2 separate regions of the Macaca mulatta genome follow, and region 1 is linked to region 2. The links are chromatin contacts, called in public Hi-C maps. All regions are on one chromosome and are shown on one strand. Each heading gives the region's core, a stretch centred on a gene start, on an enhancer-like site or on the middle of the called end of the contact. The rest is flanking DNA. Distances are from core to core; before and after follow the strand shown.

Region 1 (2,897 bases), core at 397-2,896, 39 kb after region 2:
CTGCAGACCCATCCACCATCCAAACACCTGTTCCCAAGACAGGCAGGAAGGCAGGGGCTATATGGACCAAGCTAGGAGATCTGGCTGTGGGGGGCGGCAGGAAAGAAGCTTCTGTGCCCACCCACGTGCTAGAGGGCATGACCCAGGTCACCCTACCTCCCCCGCTACCCCTTGCCTTTCATTTGATGCCAGCTTCATTGAAACGAGTCTCAGATATAGTGCACCCCAATGGGTAGGGCCTCAGAGACCAGGCAGTACCCACCAACTATGCTTGGGCAGGTGGGGAAAAAGAGGGGCCAGAGGGGTTAAGCCTGGGTCTCCTGACTCCCCAGATCCAGGTACTGCCCACCATAATTTCCATTTTGTCTCAAACAGTGAACCCTATCTCCACCAGCAGGAGCCAGCTCCCTCCTCATCCCTCTGCCAGGCCCAGGGCTGAGCAGTCCTGGGGCAAGTGGGTGAGGAAGGCAGATGTGGATGCAGGCACAGGCAAGGATGAGCCTAGGGAGGTACTGAGTCTGGGGAAGCCAGGGGGCAGGGACAACTCTGGTTCATGGGGGCTGATAAGGGAGGATCAGGTAGGTTTCTCATTGGAGGTGACATTTGAGCTGAAGTATGAGGAATGAGTAGATTTCAGAGTAGTCAAAGAAAGGAAAAGGCAATTCCACCTGAAGCAGCTGCATGAGAAAAGACCAGGAGGAGTGAAAGTGCATGAACTCCGAGTGGCTAGTTGAGGCTGGAGCTGACACCAGAGTCCAGGCTTAGCAGAAGGGTGCTGTGGACGACAGGCCCAGCCTGAATGCCAGGCTGAGAAGCTGGGACTCGGGCCAGTAAAGAGCCAAGAAGGCATTTAGAGCAGGGGAGGGAAAAGGTCGGATCTAGGTGTCAGAGACCCCTGGAGATCGCCCTGGAAAGGCAGGAATTGGGAAGAAGATGGCTTGGAGAAGAGGAGGAGAGGAGGAAGAGCTTGTGAAGTTGCAGGAATGAGTCTTGGTGACTTTGTAGAAGAGACCCCAGCTCCACCAGCTTAGCAGCCCCCAGCACCTGGAACTGCGAGGCGTCAGGCTGCCTCCTGGCGGCAGGCCGCGGCGGGACAGCAGGCGCGCGCATGCGCGGCAGGGGGGGTAGGGGTTGGTACGTCCCGGAGCCCCCGGCGCCCGGGTATTAATGGCTCCATTAGTGGCCGGGAGGGAGGCGCATTAGCGGCGGCGACGGCGTCTGGCTCCCATTACCACCGGCGGCAGCGGCTGCACCGCAGGCGGCTGGACCCTAGCCCGCCGCGCCGCCTCCTCCACCCCCACCCTATCCCCTGTTCCCGCTCCCCACGAGGCACCGGGCAGGGAACTCCCGTCCCCTTTTTTCGGCGGAAAAGCTGATTGTGAAGCCAGATAGATTTGGGTTCAAATCCCAGCTGTGCCACCTCCCGGCTGCAAGATGCTGTCCCCCCACTGAGCCTGTGTCTTGTGAAGTAGTCGGGGAAACCAGGTGCTCTGGGGGTTGCGTAGACGCGGACTGGCACCCAGCGAGGGCCGCGCCCAGCCCCCGCTGGCACCCAGGGGTGCTGGTTCCCGCGCGCCCCTGGGTGCAGGCCTCCTGTGTCGGTCCTCCGTCCTTCCCATTGGTTGCCGTCTCGCCCGCCGACCGCTGATTGGCCGAGGCCTGCTTCCCCGCCCCTGAGCGATTAACCCCTGCGCGGCCGCGTCCTTGGGCTGGGTGGGGGACCCTCCCTCCCACCGCAGACAGCTCGGGTGCCAGCTGGCCGGCGCCCCGCCGTGGCCCGCGTGGGTGTCAGGCCGGCCGGGCACCCGCCCGCCCTCCCTGCACAAAGCGGCTTTGTGGGGCCTGCCTGGGGTTGGCTAGGGGCCAGGCGGCGAGTGGAAAATCTCGTGAGCGCGGGGAGGGAAGGGGAACGCAGGGCGGCGCCCCCTCCTCTGCTCGGGCCTTGGCGCCTCCCTCAGCCCGCGTAGACCAACCCTCCCAGCCCCAGCGCCTGTACACCCCTTCCCCGCCCCCGCACCTTCCCTTCCCCAAACCCACGTCTCTCAACCCCCGACCCCCGCATCCCACCCATCTCCCAATCCTTGGGGACCATCCCCCACACACTCTCCCCTGTCTCTCTTTTCCTCCTGGTCCCCCTGCCTACCCCAGCCCCACTCACACTGACTCACCCCAGCGCTATTTTTAGCCCCCCATCCCTGCCGAGCCGCGCCAGCCCAATCCTGGGCTCGTTCCCCAGGCAACCCTGGCCGTCGCCGACGCCGCCCGGGGTGGGTGGGTGGGTGTGTATGTGGAAAGCGGGTGAGGGGAGCTGGGGACACCAGGGTGGTGAGCTGAGGCGGGGACCTGGGCCTGGAGAGCAGGGTGGGGAGCCGCAGGCGGCCGGCAGGGGTGCGGTGCCTAGCGGGCTCAATAAATGGGCCCCGTGAGTTTAGAGTGCGCCTCTGCCTGTCCCTCAGTCTGTGAGCATCCCTGGCTGCTCGCCCCAGGCCTCTGGGCAGGCCTCAGCCTGTACAGCCCGCCTGGGTGACTGTTGATGTCTTCGTCTGGGTTCCCTGTCCCCAGGCCTGGGTGTGGTGGCACAGTGGGGGCTGTTTAGGGGCAGTCCTTCTGTGGAGTTGGTTAGGGGTTGGTGCAGAGGGTGGCTGCCATCACAGTCCTGCTCAGTACCTTTTTCCAACTAGGGAGGCCTCTGTTAGGGTTGGGGATGGCAAGAGAGAGGGAGCTGTCTAGGGACAGGACCTGCTCCCTCCCCTCTGCTCCTAATCCACCCCCACCCAGGGTTCCTCCACCCTGAACAATAGAAGCTAAGTATAGGGCTGGCCCAGCGCCCAGGGCAGGGGGGCCCTTCCCGCCCGGATTCCCGCCCCTCCCTACCAGGCTAGGCCCCCACTTGGTTG
Region 2 (2,700 bases), core at 3-2,502:
GATTACAGGCGTGAGCCACCGCGCCCGGCCACCAAATCCATTTTGAGGGGCCAGTGACATGTTCTTTCAGAGGGAGATAACCCTACATCACTATTTTTTTCAGAGCCAATGACACCATACCTTAGAACAATTATTGAACAAGTATAACCTTAGATCCATATTTTATAGGAAACTGTGACCTACCCTGCTCCATTCCATTTTTGTTAAAGGAGACACACCAAGCCATGTATTTTAAAACATGGACTATGGACTTGATTTGAAGGATATGCTGACTCCCAATGTCTTTAAGAAGCAGTAACTATTAATTCTCACCATTGGGGGTACAGCTCAACAATATTTAGGGTGGGTAATGATGCCAGGTCTTGGTTTTAATAGGGAAGGTGATCTGAGTACCAGGTTTGGCAAGCCTGGCCTTATTCTTTGGGGACACAACACAGTAACCTCAAAGCCCTGCTTCTAAGTGATATTCACTCCAAATCCTCATCTTCTGAAGGACAGCGAATGCAGATCCCTCTTTTTCGCGATTGGTCTTATTCTTGTTCTCTTAGGAGACAATAACCCTAAATCCCCATTTGCAAGCGACTGTGACCTCTGATCCAATATTATAATGAGTAGCAACGTCAGATACCTGTTCTTAAGGCTCAAGGACCCAAGATCTCAATAATGAAAGAACAGGGACTTGTAACCCCTGTTTCTTTGAGTGTTAGTAATTCTGATCCAAGAGTAATTCTGATCTCCAAGAGATGGTAACCCCAAGACCCCTTTTCCTGGGAGGAAGAGGGCTCAGATCCCCGATTTGGGGAGGCATAGTGACCTCTGGCTCCTACCTAAGCATATGAAAGAACCTGATGGATGTCTGAGGAGCTTTGGGAACCCTGATCACCACCCTACACGGGCGCCGCTAGTACTCACGGCCCAGCTTCACCCCGGGCGGCGGGAAGCTAGTGCCTGCGCCGGGGCCTCCGCTGCCTCCGCCGCCGCTGCCGCCGGGTCCACCCCCGGAGCTCGAGGCCCCGACGCCCCCACCCATGGCCCCGACAGATGCCTTTCCGCCGCCGGTGCCGCCTGGGCCGGAGGCCGAGCCTCCGGGGCCGCCGCCGCCGCCTCCGCCTCCGCCGCCTGGCTCCGCGAACGAGCTGGTCCGCGCCCTGCCCGAGCCCCCAGGGCCGCCTCCCGAAGGCCCGCCGCCGCTCATGGCGCCGAGCACAGGCCCAGGCCGCGGGGCTCGGGCTCCCCGGGCTGCCCCAGCCGCCGCCGCTGCCGCCGCCTCCCCCGGGCTCTGGCCTCTTCCAGGCCGCGCCGCTCGGGTTTGGGCTCCGGCTCCGGCCCAGCGCCCGCCGCGGGGCACGCCGGGAGATGCAGTCCGGCTGTCGTCCGCGCCGCCGTCGCCGCCCTCGGCCCGCACAGAGAGCCCCGTGGCACGCCGGGAAATGAAGTCCACAAAAGCCTCAGAGTAGACCGCGGGAATGACGGGTCGCGCTATACGTCGGGAAATGGAGTCCAGGGTAATCTGTCTGCCGACGGTACGACGGGGAGCCCTGAAGTATTTCGGGAAGCAGAGAGCCTGATGCACGCTGGGAAACAGAGTCCACTCACTCAGTTTATTGGCTGTGTGTGCGTCCCAGAGCCCGGTGCGCTCTGGGAAATTGAGTCGGCGCGCGTGAACCTGCGGATCTCGGGCCGTGAAGCAAGCCGGGAAATGGAGTCATCGCCACGCCCTCACCGCATTGCAGGTGTAAAGCGATTCTTAAAGCACGCCGGGAAATGGAGTCCCAGGTGGTTTCTTAAGTCCCAAGTGGATACTGCAATTCCGGAGATGGGAGAGGAAATGGAGTAAATTTCGCGCTTCTCTTCCCAGGTACGCTAGGCCGCAGTCCCTGCCGGGAAGTGTAGTCAACACCAAGGCTTCAGTGCAGTTGCCACAGCGAGCCCTGGTGTGTTCTGGGAAATGGAGTTCAAGGCATCCTCCCCATTGACTGAGGGGGCGGGATCGCCCATGAGCTCCAAGCCTGCTGGGGAATAGTCCAGACCTGACCCTTTGTGAGGCCAGTTTGCGGAGGCTTGTCGGGAAGCGGAGTCCAATGGCCACCATCGGGGGCGTGGAGCGAAAGGTTAGAGACTGCAGTAGTTCCCTGGAGAGACTTAAAAGTGTTTCAGCCCCTCCTTCCTCGCCCCCAGGTTCTTCTTAAAGAAAGAGGCGAGGTCGATCAAGGACTGCTGGAAAATGGAGCCAAGCACCTTTAAGTTCCAGGTGACCATAGATCAAGAAAGAAAAAATGTCCCCTCTCTAACCGCAACTCTGCAAAGAATTCGGGAAACAAAGTTCCCGGCGGTTTCTCCGAACACTAACTAGTCTTCGGATACAGTCTAGCTTTTCCTAGCAATGTGGTTCGCACCAGGAAGCTGAATGGAGCATTAAAAAGACGGAAATAGAATTTCTGGGCCGGGCGCGGTGGCTCAGGCTGGGTGCCGGTGGCTCACGCCTGTGATCCCACCACTTTTGGAGGCCGAGGCGGGCGGATCACCTGGGGTCAGGAGTTCGAGACCAGCCTGGCCAACATGGCGAAACCCCGTCTCTACTAAAAGTACAAAAATTAGCTGGGCGTGGTGGCGGGCGCCTGTAATCCCAGCTACTCAGGAGGCTGAGGCAAGAGAATCGCTTGAACCCGGGAGGCGGAGGTTGCAGTGAGCCGAGATCGC

What was found. A called contact is a pair of places that touch in the nucleus more often than the background predicts.
Region 1: a contact with region 2 is called in a Hi-C map of blood, with 5 times the contacts expected there. The contact joins the enhancer-like site here to the promoter of GSK3A in region 2. A contact is called at or near these places in 5 of 14 Hi-C or Micro-C datasets (CD4 T cells, blood, cortical neurons and 2 more).

What each region holds. Positions count from the first base shown.
Region 1 is chr19:53,335,810-53,338,706 of T2T-MMU8v2.0, forward strand. All of the region lies in intron 2 of CIC (capicua transcriptional repressor), which reads left to right. Among named protein-coding and RNA genes, the nearest start is that of CIC, 12 kb to the left of the region's middle. Within about 2 kb of position 1,647, at least 27 of the 40 cell types and tissues checked have an H3K27ac peak or open chromatin away from gene starts, as enhancers often do. A contact at or near this core is called in CD4 T cells, blood and fetal cortex germinal zone, where this site is marked.
Region 2 is chr19:53,296,851-53,299,550 of T2T-MMU8v2.0, forward strand. It overlaps GSK3A (glycogen synthase kinase 3 alpha), which reads right to left and starts at 1,253. Exons shown (of 11, transcript NM_001266636.2): 1 at 913-1,253. The coding sequence starts at 1,195. All of the region lies in intron 1 of DEDD2 (death effector domain containing 2), which reads right to left.